Regions from separate parts of the Rattus norvegicus genome. Here region 1 is linked to region 2. The links are chromatin contacts, called in public Hi-C maps. All regions are on one chromosome and are shown on one strand. The core of a region is the stretch at or near the end of the contact, and the rest is flanking DNA. Distances in the headings are between cores, read along the strand shown.

Evidence for each region. Hi-C and Micro-C count contacts between places; a contact is called where the count stands out from the background.
Region 1: a contact with region 2 is called in a Hi-C map of liver, with 2.1 times the contacts expected there. The contact joins the promoter of Itgb5 here to the enhancer-like site in region 2. A contact is called at or near these places in 7 of 12 Hi-C or Micro-C datasets (the A7r5 cell line, Schwann cells, frontal cortex and 2 more).

The regions. Positions count from the first base shown.
Region 1 is chr11:80,447,803-80,452,301 of GRCr8, forward strand. Itgb5 (integrin subunit beta 5) reads right to left here and starts at 1,571. Exons shown (of 15, transcript NM_147139.2): 1 at 1,455-1,571. The coding sequence starts at 1,524.
Region 2 is chr11:80,393,421-80,398,396 of GRCr8, forward strand. The region is part of intron 5 of Itgb5 (integrin subunit beta 5); the gene reads right to left. Among named protein-coding and RNA genes, the nearest start is that of Itgb5, 53 kb to the right of the region's middle. Within about 2 kb of position 3,556, at least 2 of the 93 cell types and tissues checked have an H3K27ac peak or open chromatin away from gene starts, as enhancers often do. A contact at or near this core is called in liver, where this site is marked.

The DNA.
Region 1 (4,499 bases), core at 321-2,820, 52 kb after region 2:
AAACTAAGGTAAGGTTGCTGAGTGTTTATTCTGACAAAAATTTAAATTTAAAAAACACCATCACCATCACACACACACACACACACACACACACACACACACACACACACACTCTCTTAAAAGAAAAAATTTCCACCAAACTCTAAAGAGTATAACTTCAAACTAAAACACTCTCCTGAAGAAGTGAGGTAGGCTGACAAGGATATATTCCAGAGGGTGGTGATTCAAACTACATCTCTTTGCGTTTCCCTGGGGACCTTTTGGAACAGGAAAGATGGACACTGGTTGCCAGACTGGGGGTGGGGGGTCCCAGTGATCTACTTATTTTTCCATAAGAGCAGCCTTGCTACACTATTAAGTTTGGACTGGGACGACATTTTTGTTTCCTCAACTCGCTCCTAGCTCTCAGACGGAAACCTCGACCTCCTTCATGTAAACAAGACGCGGTAGGGGAACAGAGGTCTCCCCAAAAGCAGCCAGGCAACCGCTGGGCTCAGAAAGGCAAACAAATACTCCAGGCTTGAAAGTGAATGACGCACCCTTAATCAATACACAATTACTTCCGACGGGAAGGAGAACGTTCCGAAACTCCTGCTTTGAGTGGGTAGGTATAGAGAGGTAGGACAAGCTCCTGACCCTAGCAGCTACAGCGCCAACTATCAAGCTTCCTGTAGGGACTGTTGTTTGTTTGTTTGTTTGTTTGTTTGTTTGTTTGTTTGAGACAGGGTTTCACTGTATACCCTTAGCTGTCGGACCTTGCTCTGTAGAACAGGCTGGTCTCGATCCGCCTGCCTCTGCCCCTCCCCCCGAAAGCTGGGGTTAAAGGCGTGCGCCACCACCGCACGGCTCTAGAGACTTAACTGCCCTTCCCAAGTCTGAAAACTTAACGCAGGTAGCTGGGGGCTCCAGCATCACCGCCAGGGTGCATCCGGCTAAGGCAGCGCCAGCAGCCCCTCCGCAGTCTGGACGCGGTGTTTGTGAGTCACCGTACAGGAACAGGATCAGATGGTGGTGTCCCAGGTGGGGCCGTGACTTCGGACTTACGGAGAGTGGCGACAACTTTCAGTTTAGAGCAAACTTAGAGAAAGTTGCATTATCCACAGACCTCCGGGATGACCCGGCCGCCGTACTTTAGCCCCCACATCACTCTCCGCGGGCCACAAGGGCTGCTTTGTGCAGGCGAGCGCAGTGCTGGGGCCCCAGCACCGGGCGGGGAGACTTTCCCTCCCAAGTCCCCAGCGCCCTCGGGCTCGGCCACCAGACGCACGCTGTTTACACAGGAAGGGAAGGCTCCTCCTCAGCCCGGGAGGGAACCGGCCAGTGCACGCAGATCCGAAGCCCGCGCCCCGCCGACCCATCTGGGAGCGCCCAGGGGTGCACTGCACCCTCGGTTCCCGCAAGCGGCCGCGGGAGAGCAAAAGTTACGGAGCGCGCTGCGGGGCGGCGCGGCTTACCTGCGAGGCGCGGCACGAGCGCGCAGAGCCCGAGCAGACAGGCGTAGAGGGTCGCGGGCACCCGCGGCATGGTGCGCGCCGCTCGGCGGGGGCGCGCGGCGGGGACGGAGCGGGGCCGAGGCCGGGGACCGCAGCGGCATGCCGGGCGCTGCGCTCGGGATCACGGCGCCCGCGGCCGGGCTGGCCCGCGCCCCGCCGCCACCATCGTCCTCGCTGGCCGGCTGGGACACCCGGAGTAGTCACCGTTTACGACGTACCCTCGCCGAGTCCCCGCGCGTCTGCTCTCGGCGCCCCTTCCCTTCTCCCTCTGCTGCCGGCCCCCAACTCTTCTCTGCTTTCTCCTCCCCTCTCTCCCGCAGGCCGCCACTCGGTCAGTTTACGGCTAGGCGGGACGGGGCGGGGCGAGCTCCGGGCCGGACCAGCTCCGCCCTGCGCCGGGACCCGCCAGCACGCCTAGGTCCTGGGCTGCCCAGGTGGCTGTCACAGCTGACGCACTTGTGGGGATCGCGGGTTCGAAACTTCTAGTTAGGGTCTCCTCCCGGATCTTGGCCTCTACGGGAGGGGGCGGGACACGCTCCTTTAGGGCTACAGAGATTACTTGGACCAAAGCAATCTCAGTTATGACTTCAGGATCGAGGGAAGATACGGCTTGGATCTGCCAGGCCATTTCGTCACGCCACAAGCGCATGCCAGCCCAGGCCTCGCCTGAGAGGGACAGAGGCGCCGGCATATTCAATCTCAAGACGCCACGCTTGGGATGGGCAAGGGAGGACACTAGAAGCTCAGGTGAAGCCCAGGGCACCCTGCTGAGCAGGCACTGTGCTAAGTGCTGTCTGTCCTTGTCCTCACCCCTCGAGTACTCCTAACATCCCTACCTTTGTTTAGGTGAGGAAACTGAGCCACTGAGGTTTAATACGCTGGAGGAAGGGACTGCTAGGATGTTTTTCAGAAATTAGGAATGCAGGTCAGGAACCAGTTGGAAGGTCAGGACTTGGAGGTGTGGGTGCAAAACCTACCTAAGGCATTTGGATCTTACAAGCTTTGTTGTGCCCACCTTCCAAACTCTGACTCGGTGGCACTGGCAGAAGTGTAGTGTAGTGCATAGGGGAAAGTGAACCAATACAGAGTAAACTTAAAAATTCATTCTTAAACCATATGCAACTACCATACTCTGTCATCTTTGGCTTTGTTTTGATTTAAAAGTCACACTTGCTGCCAGCCATGGTCCAGTAGAATTCATGCTGCAGAAACAGCCCAGGTAGATCTTGGAATTACCTGCCCTTGGGGGCATTGGCCTTGGGGCTATTCCTATCCCAGCTTAGAGGTGGCGGTCCTACGCTATGGGAGCTGATCAAAGAGTTTGAACTGGAAGGTTGAATAGTGAGAAGTGTTGGTTAGTCTGGCAGGGATGTGTAGGAAGGATCAGCTAGCAGGAGAGTTGAGTCCTGAAAGCTGGCGGAATGCTGCTTTAAGTACAATATTAGCCTCCCTGTGCCGCACAGTCTTCGAGTTCAGGGCCCGTAATATCCCATCTTCTCTGCCCCCAAAATGAGCACTTCATAGCTGCAGAAACATCCCCCTTTGTCCCACGCCTGGCACAGACCGCCATTTGTCTAAATCGCACCTGGAAAGAGCTGTGATTCAACTTGCCCTAATTCTCCCCAGCCGCCTCCTGTCTTTTCTGGTGGTTCTCTGGTCCCCAGCCCCCTCCTGTCTGACATAGCTGGTGGTTCTCTGGGTCCCCAGCCTGCCCAGACCTGCCATAAGCCATGAGCCCTGAGCAATCCAACCTTCATCAAAGCTGGTTTGAGGCACCTTTTCGAATTCAGAACTTCTGCCTTGTGGTTTGTACCCCCCTACACACACACACACACACACACACACACACACGAGTCCTTCATCTGAGTGCTCACAGATAAATAAAGTGTCAGATACACACGATGATCTATTTGATCCTAAAATGGAGTGGACCTGGGCATGGTGGCTCACCTTTATTCCCAGCAAAAACAGGCATATTTATAAATTTGAGGCTGGGGGTGGGGGTGGGGTGTCTACATAGTAAATTCCAGAACAGACAGAGCTATGCAGAGACCCTGTCTCAAAATTAAGAGAAAACAAAACAAAAGGAATCCTGACACTTATTACAAAATCTAAAACACCCTGCTGACATGAAATAGACCCAAAGGGAAAAATATTATATAATTCTATGCGGGTGGGGGGGGGGAGTCATCTAGCCCAAGCTGGCCTTGAACTCTCTGTAGCTGAACACAGTGACATTGAATTCTTGATTCTCTTGCCTGCATCTCCTGAGTGTTAAGATTACAGGAGTGTGCTGCCATGCCCAGACATTCTACTTGTGTAAAGTGACTAGAACCAACAAAGCGATAGAAAAGAGTAAATCAGATGTTACCACAGGCTTGTGGGAAGAGAGAATGAGAGTTTATTCGTGAGCATAGAGTTTCAAGTTGGGATAGTGGGAAAGTTCCAGAAACAGATAGTAATATTGGCACAGAATGGTCCACTTAAAATGGCTAAAATGATCAATTTTACATTATGTGTCTTTTACCATTAAAAGAATAATTAGGGGTTCAGTGGTGAAAATAAATGGCCTCTCTTCTGGAGGATCAGGGTTCAACTCCCAGCACCCGCATGACAGCCCATGCCTGTCTGAGGTTCTGACAACCCCTTTTGAACTCTACAGACATTTGCACGCACACCGCCCAGGGACATACATGAAGACAAATACCCACGCACTAGAATAAAAATAAACTAAGTGTCTCTCTCTCTCTCTCTCTCTCTCTCTCTCTCTCTCTCTCTCTCTAAAGGTTCTTTTGGAGAGGATGGCTATGAGACATGCTATGTATGGTGCTCATGGATATGACCCAGCACTCAGGGAGCTAAGGCAGCCTGATCTCTGAGGCCAGCCTGGTCAACAGAGTGAGTTCCGGGACAGCCAGGGCTACCCGCAGAAACCCTGTCTGGAAAAACAAAACCAGCAACAAAACAGACAAACAAAGGAAGGAGTGGGAATGAAGGGCTGGAGAG
Region 2 (4,976 bases), core at 2,306-4,805:
AGTTGAGAGTACACAGTACTAAGGGTTCCACTTTGAGGGCAGGTATCTCACACTGTGGAGGCCATGAAGGCACCGGAGCACGGTGGGAAGGTGGACAAGGGAGGAGCAGGAGGATCCGGCTGTTTCTGAGCTTCCTTCAGAAGCTCAGGCACCTAGGAGCACAAGGCATCGTTTCTCCACCAAATGTGTGACAGAGACCTCGCCTGTGCCAGGCAGTGTCCTTCCTGGGTGGGTGCTGGGGACCCAGAGGTATGACAATGACGAGACCTTTAGTGTATCAATGAGGAGGCATGCCATTCAAGTAATAGCCAAAGTACAGTGATAACTGGGATGGAAGTGACCAAGTACTTAGGAGACCCTGACGCAGTGAGGGTGTCAGTCGGGGAGTATGGTAGTCAATTAAGCTGACGTCTGCAGCACAAGTGAGCCAGGTTAGACACGCACAGAAAGGAGCAGCAGTTCAAAGGGCTGGGGCTGTCACTCAGTGGTAGACAGCATATTACAGGTCCAAGGTTCAAATTCCAGTCTTCCAGATCTGAACCAACACCCACCCCCTACATACACAGATACACACACACCACACCCACGCGCACGCGCACACACACACACACACACACACACACACACTGATGTTCAAGAACAGGTTGAGGGATGAGGTTGAACACGGGACTCTGGGGATGGGAAAGCTGCCCTGTGCAATACTGTGATAGGAAGAGGGCAGCTCCTCAGTTATTAACACCTATAGAATGCACAGCAAGCGCCAGGACCGAGCCGTAGTACAAAACGCACAGTGGGTGAAATGTGTTGGCAATGACTCGCCGTCTGGGACAATCACACCACCCTGACGTGGGACGGGAAGATGCAGGCGGCTTCAGTGGATGGAACCTGCAGATGGAGGGCTGCTGTGAGGGGAGGGGGTGAGCACAGGAGGTGGGGAATAAAACCCCCCAGGTGTGCAAGAGCCCAGCCACAACCAGGTAAGTGACTCTAGGCTAGGGCCATGAAGAGGCCATGACGGAGGCCCAGGAAAGGGAAACACTGGCCATTATAGAATAAAGCCTTTAATTAAAAAAAAAAAAAAAAAAAAAAAAGTCAGACCCTGTGGCACATGCCTTTAATCCCAGCACCAGAGAGGCAGAGGCAGAGGCAGAGCAGGCAGGAGTGGGGGGTGGGGGGGGGGAAGCAGGAGGGGCATGAGTGGGGGTTGGGGCGGGAGCACTGAAGATGGCTCAATTTGTAAAAACACTAGCTGCACAAGCCTGGAAACCTGAATTTGACCCAGAACCCACATAAAAAACCTGATGGGGGGGGGGGCTGTAGGAGGGGGATGCATCTGTAATTCTGGCACTTCTATGGCCAGATGGGAGGCGAAGGCAGCAGAATCACCCCTTGGCTCCTTTGAACCTGCCTAACTTCTTGTAGACCTTACTTAGACTTGTGTCGTTTTTCCAAGCCTTGTTTTTGGAAGCTTGCCGGCCAGTTAGCCTGGAGCGCACAGCATAGGAAGCAACCCTGACACAACAAGGTAGGAAGAAATGCTCCGATCTCTTTCTCTCCCTCTCTCCCTCTCTCCCTTCCTCCCTCCCTCTCTCCCTTCCTCCCTCCCTCTCTCCCTCCCTTCCTCTCTCTCTCACACACACACACACACACACACACACACACACACACACACACACCACTATCACTGGTAAAAGCACGGTCCTCGTCCTGAGTAGAATCTCAAAGAGATCTTCTGCAAAGATCACCTTTCCAAGAAACAGAGTATGCCTTAGAGCTAGACTTTAAAGACAGCCAGGTCACAACCTAAGGCCCACAAGTTGACAATGAAGAGTCCGACCCAGGGAAACCAGGGCCAAGGAGAACCCATGATGCTGTGAGTCAGACTTGTTCTCAGACCGGTCCCCGGAAAGCAAAGGTCAACTGAAGCAGAGGTGGACATGTGCTCGCTGCAGGACAGGCTATCCAGGCAACTCTGGCCCTTAGGAGGAGCTGGCCAGGGTGTTGGAAATGACATCTGAGCTAGCGGAACCAGGTCTTTGTGAACACAAGTGAGACTGGCCATGAGGGATCACTAATGGCAAACAAGGGACACATGTGGTTTAATTTCTCCATTTTTTCCACCATTCTGTTTGAAGTGCTTCAATGTTAAATAGCACACATTTGTTATAGAAATTTAGACAAATATAAAAGACTTAAAGCCACCAAGAAAAACAAAAACCATATAATTCTATACCCTAAAAATATCGCTATCGTTTTTTGGTTGATTTCCAGTATTTTCCTTCTTTTCCATGTGTGTGCATACGTGCCACGGCATTCGTAAGGCAGTCAGAGGACAACCTGAGGGAGCGGCTCTCTCCTTCCATTGATCAGGTTTGTGGGACCCAGGCTTGGCTTTTTTTGTTTTGTCTTGTTCTTTTTATGTAGTGCTGGCTGTCCCAGAACTCGCTTTCTAGACAAGGTTGGCCTCGAACTCACAGAAATCTGTCGGCCTCTGACTTCTAACTGCTGAGATTACAGGTGTGCCCAGCCATCCTGGCCCTCACGTTACTAAGATTTTTAATGATATGATATTATTGCCTAGTCATTCACCAAAAGCTGGCCTGTGATCTATTCTTGACATTTTTGCTACATTAGGAAAGTCTGTAATAAGCTGGGGAAAATGACATTTATTAAAAATTAGGCAATTTCAAATGATAAAGAAATGTCTTGGCACATGTCTAAACGTAACTCCATAGCACAGAACTGGGGGAAAGGTAAAGAGAAATCGGCGGCTTACAGACTGCATAATTCTAAACAATTATTAACTTTTCCTGTGGCCAACACCATGGAGAAATAAACGTACAACAGGCCTAAGGCTGACACAGGCTCATTCAGTGCCTCTCTGTCAATGAGAACTCACCAGGTTCAAGCAATGTGCTTAGGACATGTGCTGGAGGCCTCTGTAATACTGAACTTGAATGGGTGGACTATTCTACCCATTCAGGGTGGCATAGGACGAATCTACAGGCACAAGCGTGGCTCTGGCTTCTCCCTGGACCAGACACGAGTGGTCCCAGCACTTAATGTGGTCTTCATCTAAAATTACTGGTGCTGGGCATGGCCTGACCTGAGTTTCTCTCCCACCTTCTCTCCCATCTCAGCCTTAAAGATGACTTCCCCCAAAGAAAATCCACCAAAGTCTCTGGATAAAGAGGTAAGGGCAATCTTACATATTTTTTCCCCCTGCATTGTTTGTCCCTGACAAAATGTAGAATTCGACAGAATGTCTGTGAAGACTTTGCCTCTTCAGTCAATATCTGAACGACAGTCAAAAAGGAAGTGACGAAGAGTACAAGCCACAAACTATTTCGTGACACACAGAAGGTGCAGGGACGAGCATCTTATAGCTGTGTTCCATTTGGCCTTCAGACTGCTGAAAAAACCACCAGGATTTAGACTATGTATCAATGGCCAGCAGCCACCCGGATGGGAAGCCACTGTGACCTCCCACTCTGAAGGGGATCTCCACCACCACACACACCCACCCCCAATCCCGGCCTCCACAGTGACACAGCCAGAGGGACCAGGAAGGAGAGTCCTGATGCTTTCTGTGTCTTTTCCTTCCCCTTAGCCAGCTCTGTCGGAGGTCTGACCGGAAAACAGTGGCTTTCTTATCAGTGTCAAATGCAGATTAGAGAGGGAAGTGAGTTTGGAACAAACCCTGCATCCGCATTCAGAAACCCAAGTGCTGATCACCCAGGAAGCAAATGGCAGACACCGCGCGCGTGTGTGTGTGTGTGTGTGTGTGTGTGTGTGTGTGTGTGTGTGTGTCTGTGTGTGTGGCCTTGAAGCTATGCTTTAATCGCTTCCCTGACCTGCCCAACATTTAAATGTCCCTACCACTCCACCACTAATGAACTCCCATAGTTTTTTTTCCCCATCTTTATTAAATTGGGTATTTCTTATTTACATTTCAAACATTTCAAATGTTGTCCCCTTTCCCGGTTTCCAGGCCAACATTCCCCTAACCCCTCCCCTACTATATAGGTGTTCCCCTCCCCATCCTCCCCATCCCCCCATTACCGCCCTCCCCTCAATAATCACGTTCACTGGGGGTTCAGTCTTAGCAGACCCAGGGCTTCCCCTTCCACTGGTGCTCTTACTAGGATATTCATTGCTACCTATGAGGTCAGAGTCCAGGGTCAGTCCATGTATAGTCTTTAGGTAGTGGCTTAGTCCCTGGAAGCTCTGGTTGCTTGGCATTGTTGTTCAAATGGGGTCTCGAGCCCCTTCAGCTCTTTCAGTCCTTTCTCTGATTCCTTGGGGGGAGGGGGGGTGTCCTAAACTACATTGCTAAGAGGCTGGAGAGATGGTTCGGTGTTGCAGAGGACCCATGTTCAATTCTCAGTCACTCACATGAAAGCTTTCAACTGTCCATAACTCCAGTTCCAAAGACTTCAAAGCCCCCTCTTCTGACCTCTGGGAGCACCAACCGTGAATGTGCTTACGTACATGCAGGTGAAATAACTTATACGGATAACATTTTCTTTTTTTTTTTTTTAAGATTTATTTATTTATTATTTATGAGTACACTGTAGCTGTCTTCAGACACACCAGAAGAGGGCATCAGATCCCATTACAGATGGTTGTGAGCCACCCTGTAGTTGCTGGGATTTGAACTCGGGACCTCTGGAAGAGCAGTCAGCGCTCTTAACCGCTGAGCCACCTCTCCAGCCCACGTATAACATTTTCAAAAGATAAATAATTGTTTTTAAAGACTGCATCACCAGTGTGGTCATTCTACACAGAGCTCACTGAAAACCGCTAAGCTCGTGCACAGGGACCAGGAAGATGAACAAAAGTACATGACACACGTGCTTCAGTAATGAGCTCAGAATAGTTCATCTTTTACTGTAGCGGTTTCTTGACAGTAGAAACCCATTTTAACAGTAAGTTGTTTTCTGCATTGCATTTATACATTTCTCCAAGTTGGGAGC